Regions from separate parts of the Mus musculus genome. Here region 1 is linked to region 2. The links are chromatin contacts, called in public Hi-C maps. All regions are on one chromosome and are shown on one strand. The core of a region is the stretch at or near the end of the contact, and the rest is flanking DNA. Distances in the headings are between cores, read along the strand shown. Region 1 has its middle 28 kb from the start of Gm39914. Region 2 has its middle 8.1 kb from the start of Gm32684.

Region 1 (7,067 bases), core at 3,667-6,166, 470 kb after region 2:
ATGGCAGCCATTTATAATGGACTACTCACCAGCTCCATCGAAGGCCTTTTAAATTAGCAGGTGGGATTTGGGCAGCATCAAAGTCTTCTTGCTTCTACTTTTGTGATGTGTGTGTGTGTGTGTGTGTGTGTGTGTGTGTTTTTGAGGAGCTAGTACTTGGGATTGAACCCAGGGCCAAACATTGCTAGCTAAACATTCTTACCAGTGAATTACAAACTCAATTCTGGCTAATTCTGTGTGCCACCCGGGCCTGAGTGGTCGAACATTACACTGAATAAGTCCCACTAACATTTAATGAGGTAGCCTGAGTAGCTTGTGGCTCTTCCTAGAGTGGGTGAGCCTCTGAGCTGATCAGTGGAAGGCCCAAATGAACAGAACTGTGGTCTCACCCTCAGAGAAGTGAGTTCACCTCGCTTGCAGACTCCATGAGTTCTCTTCCCTCTGGGGCTGGAACTTAGACCTCCAGCTCCTCTTCTGCTTGTCAACACTTTGGACCTGACCCGGAGCTATAGACTCAGCTTTGGGGTCTCTAGCTCCTCCAGATCTCAAAGCTTCTTGGCATCATAGCCACATGGGCTGATTTGCGGTGAGAAAGTCCCCCTATACTCTACCTATAGCAGGCTGAGCCTGTTTCTCTGGAGAATGCTGATTAGTATAACTTTAATAGACAGTCTTAAAAACTCATTAAGACTGTCAAAATTATTAAAGAAATGTCAAGCCGAGGACTGGTGGGAAGTATTAAATATACGGTGGCACACAGAACTGAAAATGAGGATCAAAAAAGGAAATTTGTCTTCAAAGACCAAAGACTCATATAGCATAACTATAGAAGTGGGAGAAAATGGCTCAGCAGATAAAGGCCATTGCCACACAAGTCTGATGATGTGAGTTCAAGCCCCAGATCCCGTGTAAAGAGGAAAGGAACGATAGAACTGACTTAGAAACTTCTCTGACCTCCATACGTGACCCCGCACATATCTGCACATAGCTATTGTGCCTGGCTGTAATAATCAATCTGCCTGCCATCCCAGGACACAGGACATGGAAACATAAAGGATGAGGAGTCCAACGCCATCCTTAATTCAAAGCCAGCCTGGATTACAGGAGACCCTGCCTCAAGTAACAAACAAAAATTCTCCTTTAGTTTTGGATTTGTATCCGTAGCATTTCATGAGCTATTTTGGATCTGTCCGTAGATCAATTAATATCCACATCTGTCTGCTATGCAGTCACTTGAAGATATTAGAAGCAGCGTCCCATCAAGGAAGTACACCACTCAAATTGTGGTATTGAGATTCCATTTCCTGTCATAGAAATCAGAACTTCCACAAATAGCAGCTCAGTTACAGTTGCTGAGGTAGGTCCATAAAGTCACTGTTGGAAAGAAAAATTGGTAAAGTTTACAGTTTGGATAAACACGGGGGTGGGACCAGGAGACATCTGATTTCCTCTGTACTGTGCCCACCATGATCTTTGTGTTTAGTCAAAGCTTTGTGACAAAGGCTAGAACAAATTCAAATGCCACTGTGAGAGAGTTCAGCCTCTTCCTGGGGGAGGTGAAGCTGAGAGGGGGAAAAAGAGGGGGGATCTGATTTGGAATGGTAAACCAAAATACCAAAAACACCCAGGTTGCTTCTGTTCCCTTATGTAATCCATGCGCAAAATAAGCCTGCACACTATTTTACTGGCCGAAGTCCTGAAGACAATTTAGGAACCACTAGAAAAGGCCAGACAGGACAACTGTAATTAAAACAGGCTAGTGACTGGTTAGGACTATTAGACCAGTCACTTGGGCTTCACAGCTTGTAAGCAAGTAAATGAAAAAGAGTCAAGCTTTCTACTGAGTTCTACCTTTGTGTAGCCAAGTAGAAGATGAAGCATATCACCCCAACCAATAAAGAAAATAGAAATGATGGAGCTGAGGGTGTAGCCCAGTGGTAGAGCATGCACGAGGCCCTGAGGCCAATCACCAGCACAGCTAAAAGAGAAGAGAGAAAAGAAAGAGGGACAGAAATGGATGGGGTGAGTGGAGCTGAACCCTAAGCCCTGGCAGCTACTGATCTCATCCAGCCTGAAGCAGGGGCAGTCCACATCCCCGCCTGTGGACTTATGGGCCACCAACTTGCAGGAAAGATTTAGAACAGACCATCCCAGGGAGCTGGGGAGATATGAAAAGCCAAACCCTCAAACCCTGTAAGAAATGGGAAACATTTATGTATTACTACACGCCAGGGATGGTCCTGGCCTATTGTGTGTAATCTCTCTTCATCTTCATTTAAAACTCTCCAAGTGCTGGGCAGTGGTGGCGCACACCTTTAATCCTAGCACTTGGGAGGCAGAGGCAGGCAGATTTCTGAGTTCGAGGCCAAGCAAATGCAGTCATCACAACTATTTTATAGACAAGGAAAGTGAAGCCCACAGCGGTTTAGTAACTCCTGCCCAAGGCCGCAAAGCTAGCAAACGGATGAGCTGGGATTTAAACCCTGGCCATTTGGCTCCAGGACCTTCTCTCTTAAACACTGGATTGATTATACTGTCTTTTTTATAAAAAAAGCCATAGGAGGCCATCAAGATGGCTCAGTGGGTGAAGGCATTTGCTGTCAAACCCAAAGGATCCTGATCTACAGAATCTTAGTCCTAGTCCGGCAACCCACGTGGTGGGACTGACTGGGAAAATAATGAGTGTCCTAAAATAATGTTAAATGTGTGCATTGTCTCAAGATGTTAACACATAATTGTCTTCACAAAGACGCTGGAGGTGGTGTGTGTGTGTGTGTGTGTGTGTATGTGGTTAGCTAGCAACAAGGAGAGCCCAGGACCATCAGCTCCCGAGGCTCTTCCCTAACAAAGCAGCCAAGGCAGAGAGCAGGAAGAACTACACCCCCACCCCCACCCCCACCCCTTGCTTGCTCTCTCCCTCTCCCTACTTCTCAGACACAGGCAGGAGCCAAAGCCAACACGTGGGTTTTGCCTCTGCTGTGTGTTCCCTTTTTTCTTCCCCATTGGTCTTTCACTCTGACCCTTAGGCCCAGGCAGTTTCTGGAAACATCCTCTATCTCTGGGGATAAATACTCCTTTGCCTTTTTTTTGCCCCCTGACCTTATCTTCAGTTCCTTAGCTAGGGGGTTTTCCCTCTGCAACCCCTGTGGGGGAATTTTGTGGTTGTAATTTGTATTGTCCCATTCTCAGGTCAGGTGGTCCTGACTCTGCTCCAGGGTTAGCCCCTTGCCTGGTTAGTTTGCTGTCTTCCCTAGGTAAAGAACGGCTCTCCCAGCAGAGTCCAGGTCATCTGTTCCATCCCACACATGGCCGGTCTGCTTTGTTGGTCTGCACTCCCTGTTCTCCTCCGGAGATATGCAAACCCTGGTATCTTCCTAACCCCAGTTATACTGTGGTGTCCTTGACAAATAGAAGTTTGTATAGCAGGGTAGGGGTGCACGACCGTGGCCTTGGCAGTTTGGAGGCAGAGGCAAGAAAGATGATCAGGATTTGGAAGCCAGCTTGCTACAAATCGAGATACTGCCGCATAAAAGCATGTGCTCACGTGTATATGTATGTGTAGCGTGGCATGATAATAATATACGTTATTACCACAATCAAACTAATTAACATATTTACCATTCTCATATACCTTGTGTGTGCGGTAAGAACACAAGATCTACTTTCAAATGTAGAATGTGTAGAATGTATGGACATTATCCTTGTTATTAGTGGCAGTTACCATGCTGTATGCCAGAGCCTGGGGTCTTTCGTAAGTTGAAGGAGGAGCTCACAAGTGGGGTGATGCAATCACCAGATGTCTGAGCATAGATAACAGGCACCAACTAACACTCAGGTCAGAATACCCTCTCTGACAGCCACATGCTGTAGGAAGCAGAACATTTTAAGTATGTCCAAGGTGAAGATTTACTTTTGTCTTGTTTTAAGACAAGGTCTCATTATGTAGTTTTGGCTGCCCTAGAACTTGATATGTAGATCAGGTTGGCCTCAAATTCACAGAGATCCACCTGCCTCTCCCTTTGAGCTGGGATTAAAGTTGCTTTTAAGGAAACACCAATGATCTTGCTCTTGTTGAAGCATCTCTGCTGATTGTGATATACTTACCCTTAATAGCACCCAGGAAATAGAGGTCGGTGGATCTCTGTAAGTTTGGGGCCCTGGCCTGACCTACTCACTCTGTAGAGTGAGTTCTAAGATAACCAGGGCTACACGGAGAAACACTGTCTGAAAAAAACAAACAAACAAACAAGAAAAAAGATATTCCTTACCCTTCCAACATTTGTATCAGCTTACTAGGATCTGATTTTTATCTGAGTGTGTGGGTGGGTGGGTGTGAGTGTTTTGTTTGTTTGTTTGTTTGTTTGTTTGTTTCATTTAGCCCAGGCTGCCCTCCAATTGTAGCCTCCTGCCTCCATAAATACGAACACCAGTATAGTATTCTGTGGTGCTAGGGATCAACCCAGGATGTCACAGATGGAGCCAAGAACTTCAGGCATGCTACGTAAGTGCTCTACCAAGCTACAGCCCAGGCCCCAGAATGAAGGTTTTAGATGTCAAAAGTTAGGGTTAAATTTGAGCATATGTACACAGATCAGAAGAAAAAAAAATGTGTTGGTTTCTGTTGCATGCCAAGTGAATGACATCTGGGTCTCCAAATGGGTCAAAATGTCTGAGGTTAGAGATCTATTAAGACTAACAACATAGCCTGCTCTGGCAAAGGATGTCAAAGCCATGACATTAGTGTGTGTTCCAGTCCCCCAAGCCACCTCCCTCCCTTATAGTTCTTAGGTTGAGCATCACATGCCTGTGCCTCCAGAGCAGACTCTGCCTCTTGGCTTTCTGGTGGCCTCAGCACAGTTTGAAGTGTCACAGGCAGTGTTAGGAGCCCCGGGTGCTGATGCATGCTGTGAGTCACAAGGTCTGATGCAAGCATCCATCATGGTGATTAGTCTCCTTTCCTACCACTTCCTCCTAGTAGATCAGCAGGCTAAAACAAGCCCCAGATCAGTAATTGTCTCCCAAACCATCTGCACACACAGATCATGCTGCTTAGGTTTATAGGTGCATACCCAAAATGAAGAGCATTTGTCTTGTTGCCTCCTTGATATATGCGGCAGTCCTTCCAGAATCGGAGCTCAGAGGGTTTTTCTGGGAGGGGCACCAATTCTGCCTTAGTATGTGGGTTTTCATTGACAAACGATAGCTTTCCTTCCATTGAAATATGACACTTGCTTCAGTGAATTATAATGCGGAGGCTTTAACATCTCAGTCGCATGCTCTAATAACCAAGTTTCTAAAAGGAGTTGCTTACACTCATTGTCCCCATTTCTTAACTCTCTGTTCAGCCTTTGACTCCAGCCTCCCAGCAAAGCATCTTTTCCCTGGGTCCCCAATGACCTCTGACTCACTCCATCCGCTGGGCACCTTTAGGCTTCTTGTTTGACCTCTCTGTCGGCCACATTCTGTTGAAATCCTTGTGCTTGTGCTTGGGGGCAGGGCTGTGGCTATACTGGGTAAAAACCATGCCCTGCCTCCCTGATCACACCTCTTAGGTGTCTCAGTGCTGCTTCCAGGAGGATGTGATGGCTTTTTCACTAAGCTTTAGTGGGTAAAGATGCTTTCTGTACAAGCCTGTTGATCCTGGTTCAATCCCTGGATGGAGGGAGAGAGATCGAGACCTAGAGAACTGGCTCCTAGAAGTTGTCTTTCACACTCATAACACACACACACACACACACACACACACACACACACACACACACACACACAGAGTCCCCCCATATACCACATATACAAGTCACACACAAAATATACACACATGCTTCACACACACACATGCCACATACACTACACACACATACAGCCCTGCACACACATGCCACACACAAAACACACACATGCACAGAAGCTAGTAAATAACAAAATAAAGGCAGGTGGTGGTAGTGCACACTTTTAATCCCAGCACTCTCAGGAGGCAGAGGCAGACAGATCTCTGAGTTCAAGGACAGCCTGGCCTACAGAGTGAGTTCCAGGTCAGGGCTACACAGAGAAAGAAACCTTGACTTGGAGAGAAAAAAATGGTGTTATTTGCCAACTAATTCAAGGCCCAAGATAACTGACTTGATCTGCCTTTTGAGATCGCTCCCCTACACCTCTGGCCACCGCAGGTGTTGTGTTTCTCCGCTGCTGCTCAAAGGTTTCTCAGAACAGCCTTCCTCGTCTCCCCGCAGCACCATCACTGAGTGTCTCTCCTCTGTAGCTCTAACTGCAGTCTGTAGTTCCATGTATGATGGCTAGCTGCAATCCCCCTAGAGGAAACAAGGAAAGCAGCAAGTCTGTCTGTTTCCTTTGGCCCGGCACTCTTCCTAACCCTGGGCTGTGGTATCAGCAGGTATCACATCCGAGTTCAGCAGATGTTTGCTGAATGTGCGACTGATTCATATAGCTATAATTCATTCATTATGTGCCCATCTTTCTCGGACCTGTCTCTGGTAACCCATACGATAAACCCATTTATCACATGAAGGCACACAAGATAAAATACTTTGAAGGACTACAGTTACTACAAAAAGGAGTGCCCAAATTTTTCTACTTGAGGGTTTGATACTCCAGCTGCATATTTTATTAAAGTATTTCTTTCAGGGTGGTAAAACACACTCTGTTACTGGCTTGTGGGCACTGAGCCTGGCACTGGGGGAAGGGGTCATGTTACCAGCAGTACAGAGAAGTGAGGATACTGGTGGCAGACAGCAAGGAGGCTGTAAGGACACACAGCTCCTGCTTGGGGACTTTCTGCATTCTCTGCTTCAGAAGGTTTCAGAGGGACAAAGGGATGGACGACCTCATCTCCAAGTGGCAGGAATTCCTATAACCCATGAGGCATGGTGGCTCTTGGGGGGGGTGTCCTCAGAACGGGACAATGTAGTCTGACTTCAAACATTTCCAGGCTTGCTTTGCAGTTTGTCACGTCGTCACACTCTGGTGTCAGAAGATAACAGTGATGGGCAGAGGGAGACAAGACTGTACTGGGAGTCGGAACAGTGAGCCAGGTCACTGGTTTTCTGTAA
Region 2 (6,305 bases), core at 1,472-3,971:
TGGTTCCAGGATGGAACACACACCAGGGACTGGGCCTTTCAGACATCCACGGAGTCGGCCATAAAGATGGCAGAAGGGAAAGAAGAGAGAAAACTGACCAGCTCTGGTACCTCACTCTCTTCCTGTCATCTTCCCTCTCTCTGGGTCTAGACCTGCATTCCAAGGCCCTGTTCTCCCTTACACTCCAAGGGAAAAAGAAAATCCTGTCTTCAGAATCATCAAATCCTTAAATTCTAGGCTCCACACAGCACTTTCTAGTTGTGTTTCCAAAAGAAAGTCACTTTTTAAAGAAGAATTTTCTGTGTGTGTTTATGAGTGTTTGTCCTGCAGGTAAGTCTGTGTAACACACATGCAGCGCCCACAGAGGCCAGAAGAGGGCATCAGATCCCTAGAACTGGAGTCACAGATGGTTGTCAGCTGCTGTGTAGATGCTGGGAATAGAATCTGGGTCTTCTGGAAGAGCTAAGAGTGATCTTAAGCGACAAGTGATCTCTCCATCCCACGAAAGCCACTTTTATTTCTAAGAACTTCCATCTCAACTGGAAATGGGAAGGTCTTCCTCACTAGGGTGAGTTAAATGAGACCTGTACAGAGACATCCCACAAACGAAACCCAGAGAAGCCAGCTGTCAGTGTTCTCACACACTCCTACTCAAACAGTACCCAGAGCACAACTAATTGGTCCTCCCAAGACCCACCCCTCCCCCTACAGAAACGGTTACCTCACCTCACCTCTGTGCCTGTAAGCTACCTCACCTGACCCATTCATCATATGTCTCACACACACCCCGCCCGCCACTTTTTTAAAAAAATTTTTTATTGTAGCTCATGCTTGTAGGGATCAGAGGAAAACCGAGTGAAACCCTGACTGAATGAGTAATGCTGACGTGGGGTTAGCCACTCAAGGATTATAGCCTCAGACCCATGGAAAAACAGCAAAGTCTCCATCTCCTGCCAGGGTGGGGCTCAGAGGGAACCCGGAAAAGCCTTCTCTTCTGATCCATGTGTGGATGTAGACAGAGTGTACAGAAATGTCTGTCATAGCTTTATCCCACCAACACTGCCATGTTTAGGGACTAAAGAATACTCCCCTAGAGACTGTACCTACCACATTAGCCAAACCTTGATCCAGTATACCTTAATCTTGCCTCCCTGTTTATCTGTCTGTATTAACATCTCTCCTTGTTCAGCTGTATACGGTAACTCCCCCTTCCTCTTCAAGTCTATATAATAAACACTCAGCTTCCAGGATGCTGTGGTTTCTCCATCCAAGAGCCTAGTCCACCCAGTCCCAGCTTCCTGTATGGTATGTCTGTGTGTCTGTCCTTTCTTCATTCCCTTGCTGTCCACCTCAGGTCAAGCTCCAAGGACTCAACACATGCTTGTCTTGAACATCATTCCCCTGCCTCTGCATTCTGAGTGCTGGGGTTACAGGAGTGCTCTGCCGAAATGTTGAGTGAAGGCTAGATTTTAATGTGGCACTTCAGATGCCAGAGACTGCACCCCATAAACATCCCCTGGTTCCGTGTGCCTTGTGCAGAGGTGGGGGTGGGGCAGCACTATTGCAGGGTGGACCACGCACTGTACAAAAGGAAACGGAGGACAAGCCAGGGATGCCTGGTTGTTATGCAAGCAGCCCCATCCAGAGTGCTATGTGAAGGCTCTTGTTCCCCTCCTGGCCTTTTTCTCCCTCCACTGTTAGTGGGTGGGAGTCGGAGTTCTCTATTTATGATGATTAGGGGTACCAAGTTCGTTTGTTTGTTTTCAAGACAGGGTCTTACTGCACAGCTCTGGCTGTCCTGGAATTCATTATGCAGAATAAGATGGCTTGAAACTCACAAGAGATCTAACTGCCTCTGCCTCTTGAGTGCTGAGATTAAAGGTGTGTGACACCATGCCTAAGTGTCCCAAGTTTAAACTTTCCAGCTTGGAAGTAAATGACCAGGAAATAATACAGTGAGGATTCCAGCAGAGATCGCCTCCCCAGGCATCCTAACTCCCAAAGTGAGAGATACTCTCCTGTTATCACTCAATCTCCATCGACGAAGGAGCCACTCTACCACTCTGGGAGGTGAACAAGGGAAACAGACACAGAAGCAGACCACCCATCTGATGGGGCAGTTATGTCAATGGATCATGAACAAGTTGAGTCACAAGATGGAACCAGGAAGGCAAAGGCCCCTGAAGATCTTTCTAGTCTGACCTTCTAGTTATTCTTTTGGTGGTGGTGGTGGGGGCGCAGAGGTTGGTTAGCTTGGTTTGTGTTTGTTCTGTCTGTTTTGCTTTATTTTGTTTTGTTTTGTTTTGAGACAGGGTCTCACTAGGCAGCCCTGGCTGTCCTGGAACTCACTCTGTAGACCAAGCTGGCTCTAAACTCAAGAGATCCGTACCTGCCTCTGCCTCCCAAGTGCTGGGATTGAAGCTGTGGACCACTTTCACAGCTTCCTCCTTATTCTTAAGAAAACAGAATGGGATAAGGAAGGGAAAGCAGACACTGGGAGCTCGGTCACAGGTAATTCCTACCCACGAATCCCCACCTTCTTAAAGTAGGCAGGATGGAGGCTTAGACACCTTTCCATTACCCAAGGGTGTCTCCTGGCAGGTGGGCTTGCATGTCAGCCTCGGCCATCACTGGGAAGGGGAAGAGTAAGTTGCAGGCCTCACACCCCAGGCGCCAGGCCACAGATTAGAGGCAGCTTCCTGCTTGGCTCTTGTCCAAGGCCATTTCACAATTGCGGGAAGAGTGCCGGGTTGAGAGTACCAGGTTACTGCTCTCTCCACCCCCACTCCAGCCCTCCTAACCACCCCCCCTGCCCCACCCCGGTAGGGAGTACGAGCCAGGCCCTGCTGCAGGTTCAGAGGCTGAAAACATTTGCTGACCCTCAGAGTGGGATGGAGGTGGCCATGCTCGGCCACCTCGCTCCCTCCTCCCTCACTGACCACCTGCAAACACTTACACAGCAGAGATCCTTTTAAGGGTGGAGTGGTCAGCTCAGGTCATTCCCATAGCAACTCTAATGCTGAGTCAGAGGGGGCCTGGAAGGCCAGGGGGCCACAAGAGCCACAAGAAACAAGGTCATGGTCAGCTTCCCATTAGGAGACCAAGTGCCTGGAAGACAGCATGTTCCACAGAAGAGCACAGTGCTTCATTTCAACATGCCAGTGTCTGAGGCAAACTGGCTCTGCTGACTAAATTCAGACAGGAACCGAGAGAGACACAGAACGTGTGCTCAGGAGTCATTGTACCGGTCACTTATATGGCCAGTTCTGACTGGTTTGAAGTAAGGAGGTAGTGGTAAGGGACCCAGAGTCTCCTGTCTGTCAGTCTTCAGGAAGAGACAGAACAAACCTGGGTGAAATGTCAAACCACAAGACAAGGCAGGGGGAGGCAGGGCCCACACTGGCATGCTACACGGTCAAGGAGAGCCAGTGAACACACACACACACACACACACACACACACACACACACACAGAGAGAGAGAGAGAGAGAGCGAGAGAGAGAGAAAGAGAGAGAGAGAGTCTGTGTGCAGACCTCGGGAAGAATGAACCTGAGGAAGACAAACAGAGAATGGAAGACAGTCAGGTGCAGAGAAGACAAAAGAAATCTTTCACACTAGGCAAGGAGACAGGACTGAGTGAGCACATTTGGGGACAGGGACCTGCTTCCCCAAGGGAGCTGGTAAGTCTTAAGAGCATAAGCAGCTTCTTCACTGAGACTTTCCGTGTGTGTGTGTGTGTGTGTGTGTGTGTGTGTGTGTGTGTGTGTGTGTGTCAAGGCCAGGGAGACCAGTCTCTCCATTGCAGGAAGTGCTCTGACAACAGGAAGCAGCTGCATCAGGCTCCAGGGTCCTACTAATGTCTCTCACTCGCCTACACTGACTGCTGTCCCCCCCACCCCCATCCCTCCCCCCACAGAACAAACTGTTCTATGAGAAACTCTGGGGACAGAGGGTTCACACCTGCTCCGAGGTCTGTTGGGGGCAAGTCCTCAGGAGCCAAGGCTGAGAGCCCAGTAGAGCCCGTGGCTCTGCACAGCTTTTCTCTGCCCCTACCTCCTCCCACCCCAGACCCAGCTACTGTCCACTGGGGCAACGAAGCCCAGAACATTAGCTCTGGAAAACGGGAAGGGTCTCTTCAGTAACAACTCATCCTGGGACTTTCAATGATGTCTCCAAAGTAGGCCCTAGACTCCAGGCCTCAGCCTCTGGAGTGGGGCTGCTCAGCTGTGAGAAAGAATTGAACACTGAGTTCTAAGCTCCACTCTCATTAATCAGTCCCATGATATTGGACCAGTCACTTCCTGTCTGGCTCCTGTTTCTTCCTCTACAACATGAGAGATGGAAATTGATGGATTCTAGGGTCCCTTTCAGTTTTAAATTGTGCAGCTTGGATGTTCTAAAGCTATTTCAGGGTGCTCAAAGGGACTGGAGCTAGGACAGCTAAGGGTAAGACTCCAGCTAAGGTCCATGTAGAGTAGAAATGGCCTCAAGGGGCTAAGAGCCCTCACTACTTTTGGGCTTAAGAGCCATTACTACGCTTGCAGAGGACCTGAGTTCAGTTCCCCGCACCCACATCACATCAGGTGGCTCACAGCTGTCTATAGCTCCAGCTCCAGGGAATCTGACACCTCCAGAACCCCACAGGCAGCTGCAGTCACATGCATATAACCACACACATAGACACAAATGTGTTATATAATTTAACATATTTTTTAGAAAGTTAGAAAGTAAGAAACTCAATTCAGAACTTCATATCGTCACTTAAAGACAAAGATTATCAGGGGAGTTGGCAATACTTGTAATCTCAGCTCTTAGAACACTAAGGCAGGAAGATTTCTTTGAGTCTGAGGCTGGTCTGGGCTGCACAGTGAATACCAGGACATCCTAGAATAAAGTGTGAGATCCTGTCTCAAAAAAAAAATATATATATATGGCAAGCATGATGGTGCACATCTATAATATGAGCCCTGACTACTCTTGAAGACAGTACATATATAATTCCAGCACTTTGGAGGCCAGAAGCAGGAAGATCAGGAATTCAAGGTCAGCCTTAGCTATGTCATGAGTTCAAATTCAGGCTGGGCTGAACAAGACCATGTCTTCAAAAATAAAATAAAACAGAAAAGAGAGACAGAGACTAAAACCGACATGGGCCTCTTGACTTGAGAATTTCTCTCAAGAAGAGTAAATTAGGAGGGGGCCAGCAAGACAGCCCAACAGGTAAAGGCACTTGCCACCTGAGCCTGGCAGCCAGGATTCCATCCTCAGAATCCATGGAAAGGTGCAAGAGGAGAACTGACTCTGCAAGGTTGTCCTCTGATCACAAATGGTTGCTATGACATGCGTACCCCCCACACACATAATACACATGCACACACAGTGATAAATTAAATAATTCGATAGTAAAAAAAGAACTACCTGGGCACATAGTAGCACAGGGCTGTGACCCAAGTATTTGAGGCTAAGGCAGGAGGATCATTGTGAATTTGAAACTACTCTAGGCTCTATTGTGCGTTAAGCCCAGCCTGAAATATATAGCAACACTTTGTTTGTTTATTTGTTTGTTTGTTTTTTAAAAAGAAAGATGGAAGAGGCAGAGAGAGAGAGAGAGAGAGAGAGAGAAGGGAGGGAGGGAGGGAAAGAGGAAGGAAGGAAGGAAGGAAGGAAGGAAGGAAGGAAGGAAGGAAGGAAGGAAGGAAGGAAGGAAGGAAGGAAGGAAGGAAGGAAGGAAGGAAAGAACAAGCTGTAGTTTTACTGAAAAATTCCAAGCTCTTGGTATAGAGGAGCCGGGAGGCTTCCGGATGCTGGATGTTCTTAGTCACACACACAGGACTGGGAAATGGGGGAGATCTGAGGGAGGGTCACACTGGCCAGAGAAGAGTGGGGTTCAGTAATAGCTGGGAAGGACAGACACCAGCCTTCCCAGCTCTGTGTCTCCCTTAAGTGTCTCCTTAAAATGTCCATTATAAGTTTTCCAGTTAGTGTAGGAGAAAAAGAACTTGCCCTCTACCTTCCCAGGATTTAATAATTAAGTTACGCTGGCATTGGATGAGTGTGTGTGTGTGTGTGTGTGTGTGTGTGTGTGTGTGTGTGTGTGTGTGTGTGTGTAGATGTGTTCCTCACAGGAGGGAAGGGACCAATAGCAAGTAAGATCTAGAAGTGTATATGGCTTCTTCTAGGGAGGGGAAGACAAAAGATTTAGGGAGAAAATGAGTGGGCTCTCAGGAGAACAGGTGACAATGCCTGTCTGAGCATGGTGAGGAGCTCCAGACTCATCACAGAGGAGTCACACCACTCCAGCGTCT

The links. A called contact is a pair of places that touch in the nucleus more often than the background predicts.
Region 1: a Hi-C map of the Ba/F3 cell line shows a contact between it and region 2, with 2.0 times the contacts expected there. The contact joins two enhancer-like sites. A contact is called at or near these places in 1 of 39 promoter capture datasets (pre-B cells), 1 of 484 Hi-C or Micro-C datasets (the Ba/F3 cell line), 1 of 115 datasets of contacts at active chromatin or transcription factors (bone marrow-derived macrophages) and 1 of 9 other capture datasets (adipose tissue).

The regions. Positions count from the first base shown.
Region 1 is chr2:118,956,830-118,963,896 of GRCm38.p6, forward strand. No RefSeq gene overlaps it. Among named protein-coding and RNA genes, the nearest start is that of Gm39914, 28 kb to the right of the region's middle. Within about 2 kb of position 4,917, at least 98 of the 459 cell types and tissues checked have an H3K27ac peak or open chromatin away from gene starts, as enhancers often do. A contact at or near this core is called in the Ba/F3 cell line and bone marrow-derived macrophages, where this site is marked.
Region 2 is chr2:118,487,635-118,493,939 of GRCm38.p6, forward strand. No RefSeq gene overlaps it. Among named protein-coding and RNA genes, the nearest start is that of Gm32684, 8.1 kb to the right of the region's middle. Within about 2 kb of position 2,722, at least 172 of the 459 cell types and tissues checked have an H3K27ac peak or open chromatin away from gene starts, as enhancers often do. A contact at or near this core is called in the Ba/F3 cell line and bone marrow-derived macrophages, where this site is marked.